Linked DNA regions of Zea mays: region 2 is linked to region 1. Evidence: chromatin contacts called from public Hi-C data. All regions are on one chromosome and are shown on one strand. The core of a region is the stretch at or near the end of the contact, and the rest is flanking DNA. Distances in the headings are between cores, read along the strand shown.

The links. A called contact is a pair of places that touch in the nucleus more often than the background predicts.
Region 2: a contact with region 1 is called in a Hi-C map of bundle sheath, with 2.7 times the contacts expected there. The contact joins the enhancer-like site here to the promoter of LOC100193648 in region 1. A contact is called at or near these places in 2 of 25 Hi-C or Micro-C datasets (bundle sheath and tassel).

What each region holds. Positions count from the first base shown.
Region 1 is chr3:55,672,744-55,680,037 of Zm-B73-REFERENCE-NAM-5.0, reverse strand. It overlaps LOC100193648 (Lysophospholipid acyltransferase LPEAT1), which reads left to right and starts at 4,772. Exons shown (of 8, transcript NM_001138744.1): 1 at 4,772-5,306; 2 at 5,858-5,977; 3 at 6,079-6,116; 4 at 6,279-6,343. The coding sequence starts at 4,857.
Region 2 is chr3:56,295,722-56,302,461 of Zm-B73-REFERENCE-NAM-5.0, reverse strand. No RefSeq gene overlaps it. Among protein-coding and RNA genes, the nearest start is that of LOC100272608, 15 kb to the left of the region's middle. Within about 2 kb of position 3,026, at least 19 of the 20 cell types and tissues checked have an H3K27ac peak or open chromatin away from gene starts, as enhancers often do. A contact at or near this core is called in bundle sheath and tassel, where this site is marked.

The DNA of each region.
Region 1 (7,294 bases), core at 3,523-6,022:
TAAACCATCAGTATATTATAATTTATGAATATTTTTAACTTATTTTTAAAATTTAAGACTCTTTGTTTATGATTTTAACTTAATCTTCAAATTTAAGATTTACTGTGTAATCTAATGTATGTGTACTAAATTATATTCAAAATTTAAGATGATTATTGAGTTGCCAAATTATCTGAGCGAATGTATATAAAAATTCTAGATGACATATCTATAATAAAATTCTAGATCTGCACGGGGACCCGTTTGGCAGGCAAAACATTGCTCTTCCTGTAGGTTAGACGCTCAAATTTGAGCCTGTTTCGTTTCATACTTAATGTGACAAAAATTGCCACACATTTTATACCATACTTATCTAAGGTTAGACGCTCAAATTCCACGTAACAGTTTGCCACGTCTAAATGAATCTTGCCACACTTTTATAAATCATTAACAAGTACGACCTATGTAGCAAGAGAAAAATCTTATTACAACTATTACTACAAACCAAACATATGCCTATTTGATCAAACTTGCATAACCTTAAACATGGTAAACTGTGATAAGTGAGGTAGCGAACCAAACATACCTCACATCCCAAAAATCCCAAAATTCTCGAAAGACCGAGCATTCATAATAGTATACGTGAAACAAACGAAAATAAAAGAAAATCGCAAACAAAAAAATCACCATACACTAAGAAATGTCTATAATTAAACTCCACATAACATAACCGACGTTGTTATAGAACAAATAGATAAAATAATGTTCTGACTACGAAGTTTGGCCATTATAGAAAAGGCTAACCAAAAGCAGCTAGCTTAGAGCAACTCCAATAGTTATCTATAATTGTACTACCTAAATCTTAGATTTAGCAAGTTCTTAAATAATATAGGAAACAAAAAAAACTCATCCCCTCCAACAGTTCTCTATATATATTACTTTCTAAATATGTTAGAATTTAACATTTCACTCATTTGAGTGGGGCCATCATCGATGACATATTCAACTTGGTGAGTTGTGTTGACCTTTTGATTTATGGTTGCAATTGTTTATTTGTTTATTTCCGACATGCGTACGTGCGACTATTATATTGGCAATTATTTAATTTTTAGATGATTGTCGGTGTCTGACGTATGAGCTTTGTTAATATATCTTTACTACAAAGTGAAAAAACAGCGAAATACAAAAATTACCGTCAGTTTTTTTAGTTTTTTTGTTTAGGGAGTTGGTAATGGTTGCTAAATGTAGAGAGAAAATAAGGTTATATAAGGAGTAGGTAAATTTATGAAGTTCATTTAGAGAACTGTTGGAGAGAAAATTACCTATCTAAACTATTGATTTAGGGAGTCTTTTAGAGAACTATTAGAGTTGCTCTTAGCTAGCAAAAGCAAAGAGGCCCTGTCCATGCACAAGGCCTTATACTCTGTCTCAAACGCTTTTCGCCGTTGCTAGAGAGGTTCTGCTCGATCACTTTCCGGGCGAGAGCCCGAAGAGGTCCCATGAAAGGAAAGCTTCGTTACGTGGGCTCTGCAATGAACGAACGGTGGCATCAAGATTATTTTTCCACTAATCTAGTAGCAGCAGTTGTGAATTGTGTATAAGCTTCGTTAGACGTAAAATAGTTCACGACTTCGTACCTTCCAGTATCGTTCGATGATATCACAAGCAGGAGCTGGCTCTGGTCCCACGACGTTTCCATCCTGGGTAGCCCTCGCCAAACGTGTCAGTGTCACTGCCGCCTCTGTGTTGGTCTCGGGAAGCAATATTGCTGATGATGACAAAAGAATAGCATAATAGTGGCATGTTAACTATTAACCCAAATATTAACCCTAAACCAGAGCAGGAACCAATAAGAACTAGTTTGGAAGCTATAGAACCGGAGAGAATTGGAGGGGCTAAAATTTCATCCTTATTCAATTCAGTCTGAGTCCTATGATTTTGAGGGCCCCGTACGAGCTTATTGTGATAGGCCTTTTATTATAATTTTTTATATATAAATAATATGTATTAATTTTACTTGTAAAAACATAAACAAATACACTGATATATATTCAATTTAATATATCTGATAATTATTGAGAAATAAAGTCGACCAGTGATAGTTTGACCACTCCATTTTTCTAAGAAATTCTGATTTTTCATTTGAAAATAAACTAATTTCCTTTAAGCCCCGTTTATTTCATTGGAATTGAATTACATTCTAATAATTATAATTCCGATAAAACTAATTAAGCTACCAGCGTGTGACATGCGATCGACGACGACAGTAAGAACGAGACTAGTTCTATGCAGCTGTGTAGGATGCCTTTAACCGATGCTTTAGCCAGACATGTGTGTAGTTTATTCTGCTTCTATGTGATTTAGTAAGACAATAATTTAACATGAACCCTACTATTCTATTAAATATTGGACCCTTTTCTTTCGTGGGCCCCCGGCGGTCGCATCCGCTGCATGGCCCTAGGACCGGCCTGATTCAATTTTAAATAATAAGTAGATTTTAGTCCATCAAATTTTCTCCGGTTTTTGAGCTCCCAAATTAGTTCTAATAGCCAAAGATTCGATAATTAATAAGTACCTGCAGGCGGCGTTTCCATGTGCTGATGCGCGAAACGGTTGCGGCCCTCTACGACAGGGCAGCTCGAATCAGCGGGGATTCGTTGCATCGCTTCAGCAGGCTGTGCTTGTCTGTCCCAGATGGGAAGTCCAGAGAGCTGCGGGACTGGCTGAAGGTTCGCTGCGACCTGAGACACCTCTGCCGAAGGAGTGGCCGGAGGAAGGGAACGCGGACGAGGCTGGGAAGTCGATGCTTCTGCTGAAGCTTGTTGTTGTTGTACACCACCAGGCGGTCGTTCAGCTTCTTTGCTTCTCAGATTTAATTTATACTTCTGCAGCGATTGAACAGAATTTGTCAAGTAACAGTAAAGAGTGCAAATCTGCCATTCTTGTTCTTGGTTTCATTTGAGTCTGTAAAAGACGCCGCCTTCTTTATAGTATTGTGATAATATAAGTAACAATAATCACCTGAAGGTGGCTTGCAACCTGCTCTCTGGTAATTTCGCTAGTTTCAGCGGGGCTCATCTTCTCCCGCATATTCTCCAATATTCTCTTGGGCACCGCATCGTCTATACATTGTCCGGACAGGGTATAGCTTATACATGATATGATTCGGACAAAATATAGTACTGTAGCTTATACACAAAGGTCAAAGATTGACTATGATTGACTACATGCAGTTTTTTCCCGTTATTAACGTATAATTGTAACAACATATCTAACAGATCTATACGCACAGATCTTGAAAGTAGTAGGTGTAGGGATGGCAACGGGGATTCCTCCGTCGGGGAATGGCTCCCCATCTCCGTCCCCGCGGGGAGAAAAATTCCCCGTCCCCGTCCCCGCGAACGCACACGGGGGAGATTTTTCTCCCATCCCCATCCCCGTCAGGGAATTTATCCTCGTGGGGAACCCCGCGGGGAATCTTTCCCCATTACAAGTACAATATTTAAAGATAAATTTAAATTAATTGTATCAAATTAATACAAATTTAACAAACAAGATTAAAAATTACAAGAGACATCTACTTTAGAGTTTAGTTTGCTATTTTATAACATGTCATACATTGAGTTTTTACTATAATTCTAACCAATAAATTGACTAACTTGAATAAAAAAGTTTTATGGGGCGGGTACACGAGGAACGGGGATGGAGGATGGTTCCCCGTCCCCGTGAACCCGACGTGGATTAAATTTCCCTTATTTAGATCCCCGCGGGGACTAAATTAGTCTTATACCCGTCCCCTAATAGAGGAATTCCCCGTGAGGAATCGGGGATCGTGTCCCATTGCCATCTCTAAGTAGGTACAGGCGCCTGATCATAGGCTGATTAATAAAGAGGTTGAAATCCAATGCTGGTTAAAGTTTGACTAGATCGATCCAGATCAAGACCTTAGTTATGTTTAATCTAAAAGAAAGCATTACGCACGTATGGCCGAACAGAGAAAACACCAGCCCTTGGATCAAGATTAGATTAGATTAATTTAAAAGTTAGTTATGTTAAATATATCTAAAAGCTAGTTGCTCGATCAAGATTAGATTAGCAACAAGAAGACAGCATGCTACCGTACCTTCCCCAAGGCTCTTCTCGTATGCTTCCACGAACAAGTCGTGCAGTCTCCTTGTCCAAATGAGCCTCGGCCTCTTCCCTTGTTGATGCTGGTGGCCATTGCCGCCGGCCCCAGCGTCGTCGCTGCCGGCAGGTGGCGCTGGCGCCGACGTTCTACTATGCGAAGACTCGGCGACCGACATGGAGCTTCCGCCGCTCGCCTGCGCGGACTCTAGCAGCTTTTGCCTCCTGCGCTTCTTCGGCAACTCGGGCTGCTGCTGCCGCTGCTCGGCCTTTACGTCTCTGGACTCCATGGGAGAACGCCGCTGATCGACTTGGCGGTGTGTAGGCACGATCGACGTCGACCCGTACGACCGTACCATCCAATATAGGAAACCAGGGAGCATTTATATAGTAGCAGATCAACGGGGCTGTTCCGCTGTCCGTTCCATGGCTGCGACGCGCACGGACTATCGTCTATCGGACATCTCTGCAATTTCAATTGCCTTCCGTCGTGGGGACCACATCGGGTGGGTCCGGATGTGTCATCAATATTGTTCGTAATCTCAGATTAGCCCACACGGCTGTCTGGCCCGGTCACCGTCCGATCCAGATCGCACGCCACGCCCCCGCCTCCTAGCTCCCCTCATCAGACATCACCCCCGCAAGGCCGCAACGGCCCAGCGCCGACCAAACAGGGTCCTCGTCACAGAACACGCGCCCCACCCGTCTCGTCGCGCCGATCCAGCCCGGCGCTCGGCCCCGCGGCGTGTGCAATGGCCCTCGACACCGCCGACGCCGACGCGCCGCGCTTGCGCCTCGATGCCAGCGCCGCCGTGCACCCGCTCCTCTCCGACGACGGCTCCACGGCCGCGGGGGAGACAGCGGAGCAGCTGGACGCCAGGTACGCGCCCTACGCGCGCCGGGACGCGTACGGAACCATGGGCCGCGGCCCGCTGCCCGCGGCGCAGGCGGTGCGGCTGGCGCTGGCCGCCGCCGTGCTCCTCCCGCTCCGCTTCGTCGCGGGGATGCTCGTGCTCCTGCTCTACTACTTGGTGTGCCGCGCGTGCACGCTGTTCGTGGATGCAGATGGGGGGCGGCCGAGGTTGGCGGGGTGGAGGAGGAAGGCCGTGCTGCGATCGGGGTGCGCGCTCTCACGGGCGATGCTCTTCGTCTTCGGGTTCTACTGGATCCGCGAGACCCGCAGGAGGTCCCCTAATGCTAAGGTTAGTTCCGGTGTCATGCCTGATTGCCTGTACTGAATAATGCCAGCGTTTTGGTTCTGTGTTGCTTCAGAAGTACTGTATTTGGTCCTAGAGCACCAAGGTTGATGGTTTGTAGGAAGTAGAGTGATAGCGACACTAAGTTCAGTGTTACTCACTACGTATGTATAATATAATGGTTTGTTTTGCTTGTTCAGATAGATTGAAGATAAGTTTGATTGATGTTATGTGGCTTGTATTAGTCACGAATCTAAAATCTGGATGGTACATATATTCTCACTTTTGGACAATGAATGGGGATACCCTGTGCCCCTGCCCTTTCAACTTCCAGAAAAATATCTTAGCGCTCAATTCAATTTGCGATTGCTAGCAATAGAGACGTTTGGTCCCTTACAACACTCAACGGATTTGGATTGTACTTCAGTAATGGCAGTGATTTATTTTGCACATAATGCATCATATTACTTTCACAGATTACTGTGGTTCTGCCCATGCGACTGAACTATAAATTTTGTACCCTGGTTTCCTTGCCATCTTGGTTTACATTTTATCAGGGTTTAAATCAGGACCAATTTGAAGAATCACAAAGGCCAGGGGCAATTGTATCTAATCATGTCTCTTATGTGGATATTCTTTATCACATGTCAGCATCCTTTCCAAGTTTTGTTGCTAAGGTACTTATTTGTTGTTCCTAATAACTTGTTCACACTTTACAAATCAATATATTCTAGTTTTGTATGTGCCCTATCAATGCTTAAACACATCCTTATTATAGGAGTCAGTGTCCAGGTTGCCACTTATTGGTCTCATAAGGTACCTTTTTCTTGCTCATTAGTATTTTCCTAATTTTCGGTAGTGTCTTATTCATATATGTATTCTGCCAGAAGATGAACAACTAGTTTCATTTGTATCTTCCTATTTTATATGTACATTATATTGAAACCAACTTTACTTTTCTTTTCTGGTGTAATGCAGCAATTGTCTTGGATGCATTTTTGTTCAACGAGAATCAAAGTCTTCAGAAGCTAAAGGTGTCTCAGGTATATATTGACTATATTCCTTCCTGGTAATAGTTATACTTGTGCTATTTTTCTCAGGTATGTATTATGCTAGTTTTCTCGTGCCAAACGAAAGTTACTTAATATTGTTATGTGGGGCGCAGTGTATAAGCGCCCTCCATAGTTAGCAGATGAGAGAAAATCGAAGAAGATAGATTGAGTTCGTTGAGAAAGTTTAGGGTAAGAGATAGATTGAGTTAATTGAGAGAGTCTAGGGATAAGGCTTAGCTGCAAATCTCCAAGGGAACTATTTAATGTAATTAGATTAGAGGAATAAAGTAAGAAAGAAGTTTAACCCATACCTCTCCTGCTGCTCTAGTCTTCCCCCTGCTGACACCATAGATCGCCGGCTCCCAGCCGCGACCGCCCCTTCCTGCGTAGCCAAGGGATGGCTCCAAATCCAACCCCGTTACCTCCCCATTGCAGGGGTCGTAACACCTTGGTATCCAAAGACCAGGTTAACCAGCCACCCACATCCACCATGTCCTCCGCAGACAACATCGACCCCGTCGCCCGCGCACTCGAAGCCATTAACCAAAAGCTGGTGGCCATGGACACCATGCAGACGTCCATCCAACGCTTGGAGCGACAACAGCAAGAGCACCAAGCCGCCATCGCCAGATTGGATCTTCGCTAACAGGAGATCATCCCGCACACGAACGACAACCTTAGGGGAGCCGGCGGCAAAAACATCAGACCGGAAGATCGCCCACCCAAGCTCCATCACCTGGACTTCCCTTGGTATGACGGCAAGACGGATCCCCTCGTCTTCACCAACAAGTGCGAGTCCTTCTTCCAATAGTAGGTCATTCTAGAAGAATAGGTATGGATGGCCTCCTACCACCTGGAGCAATCAGCGCAGCAATGGTAAATGTAGCTCCAACAGGAAGAAGGCACGCCTTCTTGGCGCCGCTTCCCCGAACTCCTTAACCT
Region 2 (6,740 bases), core at 1,777-4,276, 620 kb before region 1:
GTTAAGGACGTCTTAAAGTGTTAATAGAATCGATGGACATATAGATTAGCGATATGACCTTTATTTTCCTTTTTGTTGTACTGTAAAAGGGCACATGGATGGATAGTTTGACCTAGATAAGTTTATTGATGAGTGGTGTTGCACACTTGTGAAATCTAGTACTAGGTAGCCACATGGAAGCCCAACAATAAAAAATAAATCTATCAAGGATTGTTTGGCAATGAATTTATGGGATAGATCTTGAGACCGAGAACTGAAGATAAAGCATAGGGGACTTGATGATTTAGGCAGGTTAGGACTCTCAATGCGAGGTAATACCTACATCCTGTGTGTGGTAGTGTATATTGCCTAAATAATGTGATCATATGATCTACTCTCTTAGGGCATAGGGGCCCCTCCTTTTATAGTCTAAGGAGGGGAGGTGGTAACAGGGAAGATATCTAGGTGGATCACTAGATAAGGATAATGATCACCCTATCCAAGTATATCCTTAAATACCAAGATGCTTATCTCTATCTTTACATGTAGATTACCCTTATCATCTTGATTTTACCATATTTACATGGATATCAATTTTATATTATAATCTAATAGGATCTTTACCATATTTACATCTATAGAGCTTCCTCGCATGTAGAATATCTCGCTAACATGTGGCTCGAAACCTCGGGCATCACAATCGATCCCATCGACCCACATGTCATGATCTTGTTTGCTATGTTCTTCTTGTATACTCCTGGTATATGTCTTTAATAAAACAAAAAGTGTTTGAAATGGATGAGTTGGTTGTGCTGCAATTACACCAAACTTGTTTGGTTTGCATTAAACACAAGCTTGTCATGTTTAGTATAAAGAGAGAAATGACATGCCTCGTATGCATCGGGTATGGTGCACTGGACAGGGCACCTAGAGAGCATTGCAAATGAGTGTGATAGGTTGTACCTCACTGGACGTGTTCAGTGAGGCACCAGATAGCACATATAAAGAAGGATGCAGATGAGTGTAAGAGGTTGAATACTCACTGGACATGTTCTCTGATGCACATGATACGACATCGAACGAGCACTCAAAGAGGTCTAAAACTATGCACCTCAAAGCAATATACTCACTAGCATGTCCAATGAGACACCTGCCATAACACAAGATACCAATACAGTAACAACTAGACTAGTCGATGGGACATGCACTAGACACGCTCGGTGAGGGGTATGTGTGCACCAGACAAGCTTAGTTCATTATTAAAGTTGAGTGACGAGGTTCCTTGCCTTGCGGATATATATAACACTTTACCTCATCTATTTGAGATTTCTTGTCTATTTATCCAGTTAAAGAAATCTTTTGGAGTGAAAGGAAAAGCCTTTGCCTAGTGAGGTGATTGAGTTTTGATGATAAGATTAGCGACCTCATTAGTGCATTGAAAGTAGCAAGTGTGCATCCACCTTTCCCATTCAGCTTGGTTAGGTCAAATTAAAGTTTGTGCTTGTTACTCTTGGTGATAGACGTCACCTAGATGGTTTGGTTGTGATCAGGAGTTTGATGATCACTTAGTGGAGATTGTAGGTGGTCTATGTAACACCCAACATCCTCTTTTAGGATTTATATGAGTTTTTTTCTCCACCAAAAAGTTTGAATTAAAATGTATTTCTATAGAACCCTTTTTCGTTATAAATTATATCTTTTTAAAAAGTAAATAAATAATAATAAGTAAGAAATTGGTATATCAAAACTTAAAACCAAACTTTAAAACAAAACTATAAGTTGAAACCTAGAACAATAAAGAAAGGCTCCTATTTGGTAATTGTTCCCTTTATAAACCATATAGTTAAAAGACTCTAAAAATAGTTGAACTATAAATAATCCATGGTAAAGATTATATGCTAACCTCTCATAAACTAAAAAAGAGGAATTTCAAAATATTTGAGTGGAGAAAAAATTCTTTCATGGACAACATATTAAAAAGGTATTTACCAAAAATAAACAAAGCAATTATTATATCAAAATAAATAATACTTTGCATCATGCCAGATCTTTTGACTGTAGTTTGATTTAAAAGACTAACACAAATGTGAATTTGGATTTGAAATTGAAATGAAGAAATTGCAATAGAAAATAAAAGGAAAAGAAAGAAGGACTTACCGGCTGATGGGCCGAATTCCCAAGCCGGCCCATGCGCTTCCCCGCGCTAAGCGAGCCCAGCAGCCCTCCCGCCTTGTGCCACTGACGGGCGGGACTCGCTCCTCAGCCTCCTGTACTCCGATCATGTGCACCTAACATGTGGGGTCGTCATGCCGCGCGCGCTCAGGTAATGCTTGTATCACGGACGGGTGGGGCCGGCCCGTCTATTGCACCCACGTTCACGCGATCACGTCTAGTCACTATCGCGTGGGCCCCGAATTCCAGGGGTGTCTTCCCCGCGCGGACCCCGTAACAACCCCGATCGAGCGCCACGGGCCACAACAAACCATTGTCGCACATCTCGGGGATTCCACAGCTGGCAAACCGACTCCAACAGACCGACCTTCGTGGGGTAGTGAGCATATAAACGAGTTCGCTGCCCCTTGTCCAAGGCATCGAAGAGGTAGGATCTGGCCAAGACCCCCCACGCGTGGAGCTAGAACACAAAGAAAGATGAAGTTGGCCGTCACACCTTGGATCGGCCATGCCACTGCTACAACCTTAGAAATCCGGTCAGGAGGGATCGCTGGTGCACTTCGAACGCGTGAGTGCCTTCGATGTGCGATGGAAACCTTAGGGTCCCCGCGATTTCACGCTGGACTTGGAAGCCGCCGTCGTACGCTAGACTTGGAAGCCGTCGTCGTGTCGTGGCCTCGTGGGTAGCCGGTGAGTATCCATCTCCCTAGTCTACCCTTATCTCCTCTATGTGAATCCCTGTTCGGATCGAAGTATAGGCGCGAGGTCAAGTGTGGGAGGATTCCGGCGATGGCGGCACCGCGGGTGTGGGGTTTGCCGTCGTCACCGGTGTCGTATTCAGGTGGAGCGCTGTGAACCATCGATCTTCCGAGCAACGACTGGGATTAGATCCCAGGCATACCGGTTTGGTCGTTCAATCTGAACCGTCTATGCGAAGAATAGCGAATGTGATTAAATCAACCCAATACCGATTTGGCAAACTAGGTGTATCCATTGATCTTCGATCCGATGAACCTGAGCGACACACTGTTATATCAGCTAAGTACATTTTCCTAAAGAGACCCCGTAATTTTTTCAAATGAATTCGCAGTCCATCTACATTCATGAACCAATACAAATGGGTCCATTTATTCACAAAATCAACCCTGGACTTTATAGGATCCATACCCGCCATCCACAGCTGATATGAAATAGATAAAATAAACATGGAAATTTAGTTTGAAAATAAAATAACTCAAAAGCTTATAAAATCCTTATCCTCTCCGTTTTAGCTTCGATTTAACCCGTTTCAGTTGTGATAGCTTCATAATAATATTCCTTACATGTTTATGACATTATTTTATCATAAAACATGTTTTGAAAAATGGATAACTAGCTGGTTTAATCTATGTCCATTGGATTAACTTTTCTAAATCTACGATATGTAGTATTTTAAGTTGGCCCATCTATAAATTAACTAGAAGATGATCTCTAACCAAGATGTAACTTATACTAAGGTTGATTAGTTATTTGTTTCTCACATGAATTATAAAAGCAAGCATAAAACCTAGTTCTAATTGGTAAAATACGCAGGTCTCTCAAAAATTATGTCTCTTTAACCGTAACTCTGATTTTAGTATTTCTCGAACCTACGATCTTGTAGCAGCGCGTAGAATATTCTTACGCTATTTATTTCTATGTTTTGGTGTAATGTTATTTTTATGTACTCCTTGTCTATTTGTATGTATTGCTACGAGTAGCAATGCGGTCATGAGAAACCCGAAGACCAACCTGGTGAAATATCTGGGATCTCAAGTCTAAGGCAAGTTGTTCCCTTGATCACTCTTCTTTACCTAATAGTGTTCTCTATTAATCACTGTGACGTGCTTGTTGGGGACTTGTTCTCAAATGCTTTGAATTAAGAACAAGGCAACACAAAATGTTAAATGTTAATATCCTTCGCCCTTCGAAGCATTATTTCCCTAAGGATATAATGATTTTCGGACGAAGGTTATGAAGGACATACCTTCATAAACATAAAATATAATAATGAAGAAGGAATCATATGAAACATATAAGTTAACATGAACGGTTATGTACTATTGACAATTCATTTCTATTTTATTATGATGGAAAAATAGAAATGATATCAAATTACAAATGTACCTTCAACTTGTGAGAAGGTAAAAGTACAAGTGTGACGCAAAAGCCAATGCCAAATCAGCGTGAACAGTACGGGGATACTGTTCACCTATTTATAGGCACGGGTCGCAGCCCATGCAAAATTATATTAATGCCCTTTACGTTTATCAATAACTCTATGATAATTCTTCGAGGTCTAATCTGGTTTTTCATATTTAAGTCGGTTTCCTTTTCCGCCGTTCTCCCGAAGCTCTTCTACACACAGCTTCGGCTCTGCGCCAACCTTCGTGTTCCTTGTGCTTCTTCATACTGTGGCTCTGATCCAAGTCCGAAGATACCTGTTAATGTACTTTACTCCAGAAACATTGTTAAATCATGTTTTTGAGGACCTTCGGAAGCCGAAGGCCCCCAACAGTAGCCCCTCGCAATATTAATTTGTTAGAATAATAAATTCAGATTGCGAAATGGACGAAGGCTATGAGCCGAAGGTCCGAAAAACACCTTCCTCTTGCTAGAATAGCAACAGTCATTGGCAAATGGGACCCTCCAGTCTCCGACATAATGGGTTTATAAATAGGGGCTCGCCATAATTTATTTGGCACGCTCTCCTGCCATCTGTTTTGCCTGCTCAAAAAGCTTTCTGCCCACAAATATTTGGTTTTCTCCTTAGTTTTAAGCTTCGGAAACGAGAGGAAGAATTCCGAAGAGATGTCTGAGGAGAAGAAGGTTGCTGCCGAGATGAAGCTGAGCCTTTCTGAAGAGATGCATCTGGGTTTTCTTGAGTCAATAGCGAAGACGAACACAGAGAAGATTACAAGGGAGATTTTAGAAGGTTTATCTGAAGATACTGGTGATAGTGACAGTTATGACGCAGATAGTGGGGGTGAAGATTCCGAAGATCGGCCATGGCGACCAAGCCACTCAGTCTTCGGGAAATCAACTATCGGGCAAAATCACCTTGAAAACATGAGGGGGAGATATTTTTGGGATATGTCTATTGTAAGAGCAGATGCTGGAGAAAAAACTGTACCGACTCCCGGAGATGATGAAGTCGTTATTTTCCGAAGCTTTCTGAAAGCTGGGCTACGATTCCCTCTAAGCAGATTCGTGGTAGAAGTTCTGAAAATATATCAGGTTTACCTTCATCAACTTACCCCTGAAGCAATAATAAGAATGGGAATCTTCGTCTGGGCTGTGAAGAGTCAAGGCCTAGAGCCAAGTGCAAAAAGTTTTTGCAATATTCATGAATTGTTATACGAAACAAAACCCTGGGGTAACGAGCAATATCATAACAACTTTGGTTGCTACAGCTTCAGCGCTCGCTCTGGGTCAAGCTGCCCCGTGCCCACCTTTCGTAAGAGATGGCCCGGAGAATGGATGAAAGAATGGTTCTATGTAAAAAATGATTTGAAGGTTCGAGAGGATATTAAGGATGTCATCATGTGCCCCATCTGGCAGCGCTTCGGACTCCGGAAACCGAAGGTAGAAATGGATGAAGCAGCCGAAGAATGCCAACGGGCCTTCGGCGTAGTCTGCTCCTTTATTGGGACAAGGGATTTGATACAAGAACACATTGCCTTCAGAGTATGGCCTCTTGCAGATAATTGGGAAATGCCGAAAGAGACTGTTAAAGAAACTGACGAAGGTGGGCTAGTCAGGCTGAAGTATACATTCAAGTATGGAGACAAATTCGTTGAACCAGATGATGATTGGTTAAAGAGCATTGAAACTGTAAGTGATGAATTGCTTGGGGCATATTCGAAGGCCGAAGATACTGCAATGTCAGCAGCCTTCGGAGGCCGAAGAAAGAAAAGACTGAACCGAGTTTTTGATGCAATTGGGTTCGTGTACCCCGACTACCATTATCCAGTGCGGGGGCAGAAAAGGAAAGGTACAGTTTCTGCGAAAGAAACTGCTTCAGCTGCTCCTAGCGAGCCAGCGCCGAAGAGAAAAAGGGTGAAAGTTCTCACACACCGGCCACGTTACATTGAACTAGCCATAGTGCCTGAATTCGGCAGTGGAACATCTTCAGCCCCCGAAGCTAAGGAATCAACTCCGTTGCCCGGGGCCAAAGAGCTGGCCGAAGTGCCAACAACAAAAGAATTGGAAGGACCAAAGACTCTGTTACCAGAAACCAAAGAGCTGGCCGAAGCGCCATCGACAGAAAAGATGGAAGAAGCAAAAGCATCAACTGAGGGAGCGAAAATATCAGAAATTTTTAGTCCTTCAAAAGAAATTAAAGCAGCAAAAATTAAAAGGGGCCAACAGTGACCCCAAAAAGAAAAAGAATGGTTAATGTGTTAGATGTTTTGGAAACAATTAAACTTCCAAGCACAACCCCAAAGAAGACTGTTGAAACTTCTGAGGCGCTTGCTGAAGTATCCGTTGCTGAGGCTCCGAAACAACAGACTGAAGTTGGAACTGGGCCTTCAGAACCAACCAAGGTAGTACCTTTGGAAGCAGAAGAA